Linked DNA regions of Hordeum vulgare: region 1 is linked to region 2. The links are chromatin contacts, called in public Hi-C maps. All regions are on one chromosome and are shown on one strand. Each heading gives the region's core, a stretch centred on a gene start, on an enhancer-like site or on the middle of the called end of the contact. The rest is flanking DNA. Distances are from core to core; before and after follow the strand shown.

Region 1 (5,812 bases), core at 232-2,731, 140 kb before region 2:
ACGTCAGATTTTTTACTCTTCTGTTCTTTAATGCCTTTAAGCTACACGGGGTAATTTCGAAGATGCACACATGGTTGTCATTTTTCTTTTAGATTTCTGTTAAAGTTTACTTTGTTTTCTAAATCTATACTCTATAGCTAATATTAAAGGGAGGTGCCTTTTCCCGATTTTATGGTCCGTTCACCGCTGAATGAAAATAAATATCAAAGTTGATACTTCATTTTTTTCTGTCTGGTAAAAAAGGAAAAATAGTTTGTCCAGAATTTAGTATGTGGGACGCCTGCTTTGGCCCAACAAAATCAGCCCACTTATTTTTTGCTCACGCATACGGGATTACCCTATTTGCCGCATGATGGTGCAAATAGTTGTAGCTTCTCACCGGGGCTAAGACTAGGCCGACCCATTTTTGTTTTTGTGCTTTTTCTATTTTTTATTTTTCGTTCCTTTCCCTTTCACTTTTCTGGTTCTTTTTTCCTTAAAAGATTATTTTACCTTTTTATGTAAATCCAATATTTTTAAAAACAATTCCAATTTTCAAAATTTGTTTAAGTTTTCAAAAAATAATAGTTCCAAAATTTTCTCCTCATTTTGAAAAATATTCAGAGGTTTATTTTTTTCGTCTCATTTCGTTTTTTTTTCTTCCAAAATTCATAGTTATTATTATTATTTTGAAAAGTTCAAAAGCAATAAATAAAAAATATGAATCTTACACCCAATATGTTCTTAAATATTCGCTAACTGTGGATTAGAAGCACACGTTTGTTCGAATGGCCGACGACATGTGTTCGGGTCTTTGAGGTCGTGGGTTCGACTGTTCTACGCGCCTTTTTCGATTTTTTACTTGTGCCTTAGAAAAACAAGCCATTTCGGTGCCTACCAGTGTGTTGAGAGAGATAAACCCCGATAAAGAAGGGACATTCATGTCTGGTTATGCGTTGATTATGATAATAAAGTGGGATTAGCAATTGATCTGGTTACGCCATAGTACGAGGCAGTGGTCGAAGCAACCATTCCCTGATAGTCACCGGTAACCATCAAATGAGGAGGCAGCAACAACCCCGAGGAGGAGGTGGATCGCGAGGAAAAAAAGACATGAGTTGGATGGTTATGATCCGGAAAAAGACTGCAGCTCCTCGATGTGGAGACCGTTTTTAATTGATACATCAATTATCTCTTATGTTGCTTTTCATAAAAAGAGTTATCTTCCGTTGCAACACCCGGTTATATGTGCTACTCCCTCCGTTTTAAAATATAAGACCTTTTAGAGATTACACTAGGAGACTACATACGGAGCAAAATGAATGAATCTACATTCTAAAATATGTCTATGTACATCCGTATGTAGTTGATAGTGCAATATGTAAAAGGTCTTATATTTAGGAACGGAGAGAGTAGTATTTAAAAAGGGCGACCAGGCTCAAAATCCTCTCGGGAGGATGCACTGCGTGCGATCTGGTACGCACCACGCTACAGCCAGCTGTCCGGCTAGCCGGCAGCATGATGGTAGCGCTAGATACCCGTTGGCGCCAGGAGTCGTACAGACCTGCACAGATTTTGCCGCTGGCTGCCAGCAAATCTTGTAGAGATTCCTTCCCGCGGGCGTACAAACCTTGTAGGGACGACAAAGGAGACGAGGCACATCACAGGGCAGCTAGCAATAGCAAGGCATCGGCCGGCCATACATGCACGCACACCTACGGCCGTGCACGGCTCCGATTCCGGCCGGGCGCCACCGCACGCCAGCGAGCAACACCGGCGATTAAACTACTACGCAGAGAACATATTAAACGGACGGACCGACGGACGCTAGCTGCGAGCTCGTAACGTACCGCAACGAACTTCCCGGGCTGGTCGACAGGGACGCCAGGCTGAGAAAAGAAAACGAGACAAGAGGCCAAACGGGAAGGAGGAGGGAGGGGGCGCGCCAGCGCAGGACGCCACGCTCTCGCACGACATTCGCTGCCCGGCCAGCCAGGACGCACTGATGACGCCCGGGACGGACGACGAAAACCCGAGCCGGATGCGTGTTGGATTACTGTCGCTTTGGTGGAGTGCGTCGTCGTCCCTCTGCTGCGTCTCCAAATCCCACGAGATCGACATCGATCGGCCCGTGGTTGCTTGCTGTTAAAGAAAGGGAGACGAGGTTAGTTAGTGCCTACAGGGAAAAAGGGAGATTTGCCCCCGGCTCATGATTGACGGAGACGGCCGATTCGGCTCCATTGTTAATGCACGATCGACGGCGAGGGAGAACAACGCCCCCTTTTGGGGCGGTTGGGCCCGGCGGCCGAACTGGCGACGGTTGCTTTCGGAGGACATGCTGCGAGCCCTATCCATCTGGATTGAATTTGGATTAATTCTGGATTGTTCCGAGGACAGCTTGGTAATTAGCGGCGAGGATTAGCTTATCTATGAATCTATCCGTTGCTGTCACCCCCCTTGCATATATACTTTGATGTATTTGATTTGATACCTGGCATCATTCCGGGTGCATCTTCTTCTGCGTCACAAGAATTTTGTATGCGTATTGTGATTTTCCGGCAACTTTGATTTTGATATTGTTTTGACGTGAAAGGAAAACTTAACCGAAGTAAACAAAGGGAACTGAAGCAAAGGAAATTATCATTTTGTAAAAAACCTTTTTGACAAAACAGAGCCCTTCCTCCCCCTTTTTTTTCGAGAGTGCATCAATGACGTATCAAATTTTTATAGAAGGTAGGAAAATAATTTACAAGAGGATCATGCACATGCGAACATAGGTAAGATCGAACGCCGCCGCTAACACATAGAGGAATCTAAAACTACTCTCTCGCAAATCTATGCAGATCTCTAGTTGCGGACTTTTTCCAGGCTTCAAGTTCGCTGAAAACTTGTTGCACCAATTGTGTGGGGTTAAGTTGTTGCGCGCTCCTCCTAAACACCCGGGCATTCCTCTGCTTCCTTAGTGACGAGGCAGTGACGATGAAGAGGGAGTTGAAACCTCGTTGTGGTCGCTTGCGGAAGGTGTTCCTCGCCGTATACCACTATTGCACCATCGAGTCCTGCTGGGATGGGATCACGCAGTTCATCCTAAAGATTTGCCAAATCTGATTTCACACCTCCCTCGCGAATGGGCATTGGACCACGATGTGGTCCACATTATCCTCCTATTGGTGACAAGTATAGCACAGCGACGGCTGGTCTTGGAGACTATGTCGTGTCCGGCGATCCGAGGTCCACGCCAGATGTTGCACACCTAACCAAATGAAGATCTTACACTTCAAATGAGCCCAACACTCCCTCACGAAGGTCGCTTCAAAGTAGCTTTGTCCCAAGCAGTCTCTTGTAGGTCGATGTAGACGTGTATGACCCAAAAACATCTCCGGCCAGGAAAAGACATCCGGCCTCCCCTCCTCCTGCTCGACGAAGGAGATGGCCTGTTGCAACATGTATAGATGCATCTGCATAGTGAAGGTCAACCCATCAGGAATGTCGAACTCCCATCTCCTGTCTCCCAGCGCCTGGTGCACCATCCGACAGTTCCTGGTACGCGTTGGGATGACATCCACGATGGATGGGGCGATCTCCGTGGTGGTTCTACCATTGATCCATCTGTCGTGTCAAAAAAGGATCTTCTTGCCATCTCCCACCGAGATAGAGACGAGGCTGTCAAAAATCTCCCTAACATCATCATCCATAATGAGCTTAAGACCCTGCTACGGCCTCTTTGGATCCGTTCTTCCAAGCCATTCCCATCTAACCCTAAGTGCCATCGCGTGGAGCTTAAGATTCTTCACTCCAAGACCACCAAAATAGTATAGCCAACAGATGGAGTTCCACGCAACCAGGTACTAACCACCGTGAGATTTTTCTTTACCTGCCCAGAAGAAGGAGGGGAGCCAGCTATTGATGTCCTCAAAAACCCATTGTGGCGCCTCTAGAATCATAAGGTTGTGGATTGGCCGCACGGCGATGACCAATTTGACCAGAATGAGCCACGCAAGCCTCTGAACAAGTCTCATTTGCCATGCCCGAAGAAAGTTTCACACCTGATCCAGTAGAGGCTGCAACTCCACCGTGGTGAGGGGCGAGATTGCGAGTTGAATGCCCAAGTAGCGGCACGGGAACTCGCTGATCTGACATTGCTATTGGGGAACGTTGCATGGGAAACGAAAATTTTCCTACGCGCATACAAGATCTATCCATGGTGATGAGCATCTACGAGAGGAGAAATCGGAACCCATGTGGATCGCTAAGCGGAAGCGTTAAAGAACGTGGTTGATGTAGTGGTACGTCTTCGCGATCCAATCACGATATGTGCCATGAACTCTCGGTCAAGCGCCGAATGGACGACACCTCCGCATTCAGCACACATACAGCTCGATAACATCTCCGCCTCCTCGATCCAGCGAGCGAGGGCGGAGTAGTAGATGAGTTCTCCGGCAACACGATGGCGTGGTGGCGGTTTTGGTGGTGCTATCTTGGCAGGGCTACGCCTAGCGCTACCGAAACCGCAAACGTAGGAGAAAACGATCTAGGGAGAGAGAGGGACGCCAAGGGCCACGTGTGTGCTCTTGGGACGCCCCTCCTCTCTATATAGGTGGAGGGGCGTGGGGAACAACCCCTCCAAGCACTAGGGCGCAACCAAGGGGGGGGAATGGAATCCTAGTCCCCTTCGTGGGAGCTCCTAGTCGGCGCCATAAGCGCCAACTAGGAGAACCAGCGCCCACACGCATATAAAATGGGCCGGCCCAGTTTCAGGGCTGAAATTTCTATCAAAAAAGCAAAAAAAGTAAACACGAAAAGTTCATAAAAGCGAAAAAACGGTTCACAAATTTTTAAAGAAAATATAAAGAATTCAAAAAAATTTACTGTGATCTAAATAAAAGTTCACATTTTTTAAAAAAGTTCACGGATTTTGGAAATTAATTCATGAATTTGAAAAAATGTTTTTAAAAAGTTCATTAACTGGAAAAAAGTTCACAAATCTTGAAAAAGTACATCATTTTTTCAAAAAGTTCATCAATTTTCCAAAAAGTTCATCAAACTTCCAAAAAGTTCATTAAAATTTGAAAAGAGTTCATCAATTTTAAAAAAGTTCATAGAATTTTAATTAGAAAATTTGTAAAATTTTTAAAAGGGTTGAGTGATTTGGAAAATAGTTTCTTCCTTTGAAAAACAGTTAATCAGAAAAAGGTTGTGCTTTTTCAAAAAACTAAAATTTATATAAAAAATAAAATGGGAATGAAAAAATAATAAAAATAGTAAGGAAAAGAAACAAAAAAGAAAAAGAGAAAAATCGAAGAAAAATAAGTCATGAAAAAACCTAAATGAAAATCGCCATCGAGGATGCTTATAGAAACTTCACAAAACCAAAAAAATCTCCCTCCCGGTGGGCCGGCTCATGACCAAGCGGTGCAGTCGCCGGTTAAGAAAAATGCACTTTAACCCGTGCGTGCAACGCCAAATAGGATTTGCACCCCTTTCTTTCCTTCCATACAAAGGTGGACTTTTCACCTTTCCCAATTGCATAGGCCTTGAGGGACTTGTGCGTTTGGCCCAATAAGGCCACGACGTCTTCCCTCAGTCCATGCAAACCCTTCGGACGTGGTGGAACCCTTGGTGGACTTCGGGACTCCTTCGGAAGTTTCTGGAACCTTCTAGAAGCTTCCTGGTACAATACCGGGAAAACCCGAAACTTCTCCACTAGCCAAAATATGACTTCCCTTATATAAATATTTACCTCCGAACCATTCGGGAACTCCTCATGACGTCCGGGATCTCATTCGGGACTCCTAACAACTTTTGGTTACTACCACACATAACTCATTAATAC
Region 2 (6,394 bases), core at 3,040-5,539:
AGCAGTGGCATGAGAAGTTTGAAAGGACTCTCACAACTGCAGGCTTTGTTGTAAACGAAGCTGATAAATGTGTGTACTATCGCCATGGTGCGGGCGAGGGAGTTGTCCTTTGCTTGTATGTTGATGACATACTGATTTTCGGAACAAATATGAACGTTATTAAAGAGGTCAAGGATTTCCTATCTCACTGTTTTGAGATGAAGGATTTAGGAGTGGCTGATGTCATTCTGAACATCAAGTTGTTAAGAGACGAAGATGGTGGGATTACGTTGCTTCGATCTCACTATGTGGAAAAGATCTTGAGCCGCTTTGGGTATAGTGACTGCAAGTCCTCTCCCACACCATATGATGCGAGCGTGCTACTTCGAAAGAATCGAAAAATTGCTAGAGACCAATTGAAATACTCTCAAATTATTGGCTCGCTTATGTACTTAGCCAGTGCTACAAGACCTGACATCTCTTTTGCTGTTAGCAAATTGAATCGGTGTGTCTCAAAACCAGGAGATGTGCATTGGAAAGCTCTAGAGAGAGTTTTGTGTTATTTGAAAGGCACTGTAAATTATGGAATTCACTATACTGGACATCCAAAGGTGCTTGAAGGGTATAGTGATTCAAACTGGATCTCTGATGCTGATGAGATAAAAGCCACGAGCGGATATGTATTCACTCATGGGGGTGGCGCTATTTCTTGGAAGTCTTGCAAGCAAACGATCTTAACAAGGTCAACAATGGAAGCAGAACTCACAGCACTAGATACAGCTACGGTCGAAGCAGATTGACTTCGCCGGCTCTTGAGTGACTTGCTGGTTGTCGAGAAACCTGTACCGGGTATCCTTATGAACTGCGACAATCAAACTGTGATCACGAAAGTGAGCAGCTCAAAGGATAACATGAAGGCATCAAGACACATTCAGAGAAGGTTAAAATCGGTCAGGAAAATGAGAAACTCCGGAGTTATTGCATTGGATTATATCCAAACATCTAAAAATCTGGTAGATCCTTTTACTAAGGGTCTATCACGTAATGTGATAGAAAATGCATCGAGGGAGATGGGTATGAGACCCACAATTTGAGTTGTTCACAGTGGTAACCTATTCTTTGTGATCGGAGATTCCGTGAATTAGATGTGGAAGACAAGCTGTTGGTCAACTGAGAGGAAAGTATCCTTATCATTAATAATACCACTCCATAAAGATGCAATACTTTCCTAAAACTGCATGGCAGATTGATGTACATCTTAATATGTTCTAAGTGGCTTATTGAAGCAGAGATGTTATCCTGCAGAACATCTTTTGAAGAACATGCCTATATGAGTCTGATTGTTAACGTCGCAATCTATGAGAGTAGGGTGCTTTCTAGTAAACTCATGAAAGGTCTTGGAGTATGACGCATAAGCTCCACCCGCGGGGAAGTTCTACGGTAGCCTAGTATCGATCAAACCTCTGTGTGAATCTAGTTTTGCAGAAAACTTGCAGTTCAAGGCCTAGTCCACTGTTCAAGTTGCTTACTAGTGTAGCATAGAGTTCTAGGTGGAAGTTCAACTTAACAGTCTCCACTGCAGTATCAGTATATAAAACAGTGTTTTGGAACCAAAGGCAAATTTTTGTGTGCCTCTGGGATCTGGTGGGGGATTGCTGGAATTTTATTCAATTATTTGGGCCAGCCCAATATATAATTCCTAATAAATCCTAGAGGCCCACGCAGCCCATTTGTGCAACGCAAGAGGTGAAAATGTTTAGTCTCATATTGCTAGTTTAGTGGGAGTTGGACCTCCTTATAAGGGAGGATGTTTCCACACATGTATGAGCTTGAGAACAATAGAGACATACACGCGCGCTCCTCCTCCGCCGCCCGCCTCGCCTCGTCACGACGCGCTGCGCCGCGGGTTGCGGGAATGAGTCGAACTAAATTTTTGCCACGCACGACTGGTATTTAAAAGTCCATTCGGAGAAGCTGAATGTTTTGCTAGTGGATATTGAAACCGAACGCTGCAGTTTTGCTTTTGTCTGTTCGTTTCGTATCCCGTCGCTGGTCTCTCGCCTTCTTCTCCTGCGCCTATAAAAGAGAGGCCGCTCCTCTTCAGAAGAACGCATCAGAAGTTCCTCTCGCCACCGGTTCCTTTCTCTGTGCTACTGCTACGTTCTTCCTCATCCCGTCTTGCAGCGTGCACCGTTCGTCGGGACAGTAGGCCTCCGAAACTCCGTCTCTTCGAGTCCTGTACGGGAGAAGGGCGATGAGGTTTTTGGGGAGCGCTCAGCGCGACTACTGGCTTCCATCACGGACACCGACGATTTCTTTCCGAACGACGACTACTTCCCTGACGTCGACCACCTCTCTGGTAACATGGCCAACGACAACGCCAACACCAATCCTGCTGATGCAACTCAGTACGTACTCATGTTCTTCTTCTTTCAGTTTCTATCGCAACTTTTTGCTATAGTATCTCTTCTAGATATGTACCGTGTCTGCTCATCACTTCCTATGGTACCTTGTCTATATAGAACGGTTATGCATATGTTCTTTTCTAGATCATATGTGCACCTGTCTTCTGTCATTTCATCTCTATATTGCATGTCTTCTTCCGTCTTAGTTATGATGGTTAGGTTTATCCTAGATTTTCTTTTAATAAAATCCTTTGGTAAATTGCTCATATTTCCAACAGAATTGACTCCAATGCCAAATATCCAAGACATTGATATTGAGCTTCAATGTCACACATAGTGTTTGGATGTTCATGTATTGGGCTCCTGGAATTCATACGGAGGAACTATGCCAAATCATGTTTGGATGCACAACGTACGGAATTGGGCATTTAGAAATTTGTGAACACAATTGACTATCCAAATCATGAGAGGGAGGAGGCCGGAGAGGGAGAAGGCCGGAGGCGGAGAGGGAGGAGGCCGGAGAAGGAGAAGGTCGGAGAAGGAGAGAGAGGAGGCCGGAGCCGGAAAGGAAGGAGGCCGGAGCCGGAAAGGGAGGAGGTCGGAGGTGGTGCGGCTGTGGCCGAGGCCAGCATCGATAGTAACCGGCGGCGGCTAGCTAGAATGCGGTGCGACGTGCGAGGGCGCACGGGCGAGGATATGCGGCGCGGCATGGCGCGGGCGAGGAAATCAGCCCAAAACCAAGCTCACGACCAAAGAATTCAAGAAAAGGGTGCAAAGCGTTTGCTCACTGCGCCGAATATCGAGCTTCAATGCCACGGTCCAATATCTAGACCACCTAAACTGTGGTATTCGGGCTAACGAATGCCAATACCGAATTCCATGGCTCAATGTTTACATCCAAACACACGGAAAGACATTTACCCTATAATAAGAGAACCACATTGGATCAAAGGTTGTGCCGAGAGGTCAAAGCGTACATCCCTTATTAATCCTGCACTAATGGCGTCCACGGCAGCAATGCACCAGCCAGCACAGCGGACGGAAGCGCCGCTGACATCGCCCCGATGACTCTACTATAATCTCGTGGATAACTAACAAACCAACGACGGACGTACCTTCCTCCCTGCCACTGCCAGCCCGAGAGAAACGACCATCTCCACGGTCAGCGCGAGGAAGAGTCGCCAACGACGCACCTAGTGATATCCACGACAGCCCGCTCCCGGTTGTTGCTCTTTCCACACAAATTCCCTTCCCATTAATTAACTATCATAGTAATACGTACGTACTCCTACATACAACCAACAAATGACGACCGGTACACGCACCCGTCTACGTAGCCCCGAGCACACATTCCTTATACATCACCCCGCTTTTACTACCACCAGTGTTTAATCAGCTAGACAGACTACCATTAGTGCACAAAATATTCCGTACGCACGCACGCACGCACGCTCGAGCAGCTAATCTCGCCACGGTACGTACAGTGGGACGGCGCTAGCGTGTGGGGCCATTGCGCACGAGGCGAAAACCAAAGTGGCGTGTCCGACGCGGGCAAGCCGGAGGAGAAACAAGCCCGCAAGCAACCGCAACCCAACCAAGGGCAAGAGGCGGTGCACCTAGCTAGAATAGCTAGCGGAACCCGCACCGCACCACACCACACGCGCGTAGCCGCAGCAGACGTGCCGCCGCTTGGCGCGCGCGCTGCTAATCACCACGTTCCCGCCTGGAGCGATCCATCCATCGGCCGAGAGGGACGGGTCGGGGCACGGCGAATCGCCCAAGTGGGGCCGGGCAAGCGAAGGGAAGGGAAGGTGGCTGCGATGATACGGCTCCAGCGCGAGGAAAAAGGATTTTGATTTGAACGCAACGCAATGGAATACAACCAGAGGTAGGTCGATCGTGTAGTCGTATGGCCATTGGAAACTATATGGGGCTCTAGAAAAGGTCATGCAGCTGTCATCCCACCCCGGGAACGAACCATCTCTTCCAGCGCACGGCCGCCCCCTTCCCTTCCCTCCCCTCCCAGCTGTGATATCCTCCTCCTCCTCCCGCCCCATCTCTTCCGAGGCGCGGAGGCTGGGTTATGGAAGAGCAGCTTTCCGCCGGGATCGAGCGAGTAGGAGGGGTAGTAGTCGTCAGGTGCAAGGGAGGCTGCCGGATCGGGCCGAACCGGCCCGGCCGAAACCACTAGGCTGACCGCGGACCGATCGGGTAAAGTCTCCCGCAGAGTCCAGGGTAGCTCAGCTATCCCTCCACAGTTTTGTTTCATCCCGGCAAAATACTTTGGCGACTCCTCCCTCCATCCATCCACAAGACCGGAACAGCGAGGACCGCGGGCGAACAAGGGGTCGACTCCGTCGCGCGGTTGCGTCCTTGCTAGCTACAGCTAGAGCCTAGAAGAGATGGCGGCGACGGCGGCGGCATCGTCGTCGTCCCCCGCGGGCGGCGCCTCGTCGCCGGCCCAGGCGCCGGGTGGCGGAGGAGGTGGAGGTGGAGGTGGTGGTGGAGGCGGCGGGGTGCCGTACCACCGGTCGCGGTTCGGCGACACGACGCTGACCAAGGTGTTCGTGGGCGGGCTGGCGTGGGAGACGCCGTCCGCGGGGCTGCACGACCACTTCCGGGAGTACGGCGAGATACTCGAGGCCGTCGTCATCACCGATCGAGAGACCGGCCGATCCAAGGGCTACGGATTCGTACGCCCTCCCCTTCCCCTCCCTCTCGCCGATACGCACACGCCATCGCCGGCGATCTGTTGGTCTCATCTTCTGTATCTTCTGTATCTGTGTGTGTGCAGGTGACGTTCCGGGACCCGGAGTCGGCGCAGCAGGCGGTGCAGAACCCGAACCCGATGATCGCCGGCCGGCGCGCCAACTGCAACATTGCGTCCATGGGCCCGCCGCGGCCGTCGCCCCAGAGAGGTGAGCAACAGCGAAGAAGAAAAAAACACCGAATCAATGCCCTCTCCTTTATATTTTCCTCTCCCTCCCTTCCGTTTGCTCGCGCATGTGCATGGCAGTAATAACGGCGACATGATCAGCGGCGATCCGCCGTACGCGACTACTAGCAGGATAAGCTTGATTGATTAGGGCACGCGTATTTCCTTCTCCTTCCTCCTCCTCCTTGCGTGCGTGTTAGCCAGCGGGTTATGATAAGGGAGGAGGATCCCATTAACGCCGCGTTGATGGGCGGGGCCCAGCTCCAGCTGCTAAAAGCTTTAAAAGACTGGGGCGCCAGCCCAGACGAAGCAGGACGACGACTTGGAGCACTTTGGTCTCTGCATTGGGAGGGGAGGGGCGGCATGCTCCGGCTGTCAGACATGCACACTCATGTGGCCGACCCAGCCTGGCCTCTGCATTCAGTTACTGCAACTGTATCTATCAGTTACCACTCCGGCCTCCACAAATATGGCCCTTCTTCAGTTGGAGATATGACTACGATTTTGATACAATTAGAGTATCGTATTTATAATTTCATGGTTAGGAACCAATTAAGGTTTTTTGGTTGATGGAGGAGGGAGTAGTGGGAGAATCAATCAATGGTGGTTATGATCGACGGGTCTGAGCTTGCATTTTGCTGTTGCTGCGCATTGGGAAAGAATTACAAGCTTACGAAGCGTTCCAGCGGGGATGCGGTGTAAAGCGGGGCGGTGCATGTTAGTTCATCGCTGGAGAAGAGAATCGGGAATCAGTCCACTTTGCCTTTCTGGTCAAAATCAGGGCACGGCATCGGAAAAGAGTTCCGTTGCATATACTAGTCTCCTACTTAGCCTTTGACAGGGTTTCAGTCTGGTGGTTGCCATGTCAACGAGCCTAGCTAGGGGACGCTGCTGCATGTTGCTGCTTGGATTGCTTCAACTCGTTGCGCTTTTTGCTTGAATTGGTCGCTCGTGATATTCATATTTATCTGGTGTTACTTTATTGATTTGGGATTTTGGGTCGTGCTTTCCAAATGATTGGGTGAACGCCGGCGTTGCGCTGAACTTTTTCTCATCCGTTTTTTTCATGATAAAA

What was found. Hi-C and Micro-C count contacts between places; a contact is called where the count stands out from the background.
Region 1: a contact with region 2 is called in a Hi-C map of seedling, with 5 times the contacts expected there. The contact joins the enhancer-like site here to the promoter of LOC123403375 in region 2. A contact is called at or near these places in 4 of 6 Hi-C or Micro-C datasets (leaf and seedling).

The regions. Positions count from the first base shown.
Region 1 is chr6H:515,722,375-515,728,186 of MorexV3_pseudomolecules_assembly, reverse strand. No RefSeq gene overlaps it. Among protein-coding and RNA genes, the nearest start is that of LOC123403375, 130 kb to the right of the region's middle. Within about 2 kb of position 1,481, at least 3 of the 3 cell types and tissues checked have open chromatin away from gene starts, as enhancers often do. A contact at or near this core is called in leaf and seedling, where this site is marked.
Region 2 is chr6H:515,588,727-515,595,120 of MorexV3_pseudomolecules_assembly, reverse strand. LOC123403375 (probable RNA-binding protein ARP1) reads left to right here and starts at 4,289. Exons shown (of 6, transcript XM_045097315.1): 1 at 4,289-5,077; 2 at 5,179-5,302. The coding sequence starts at 4,787.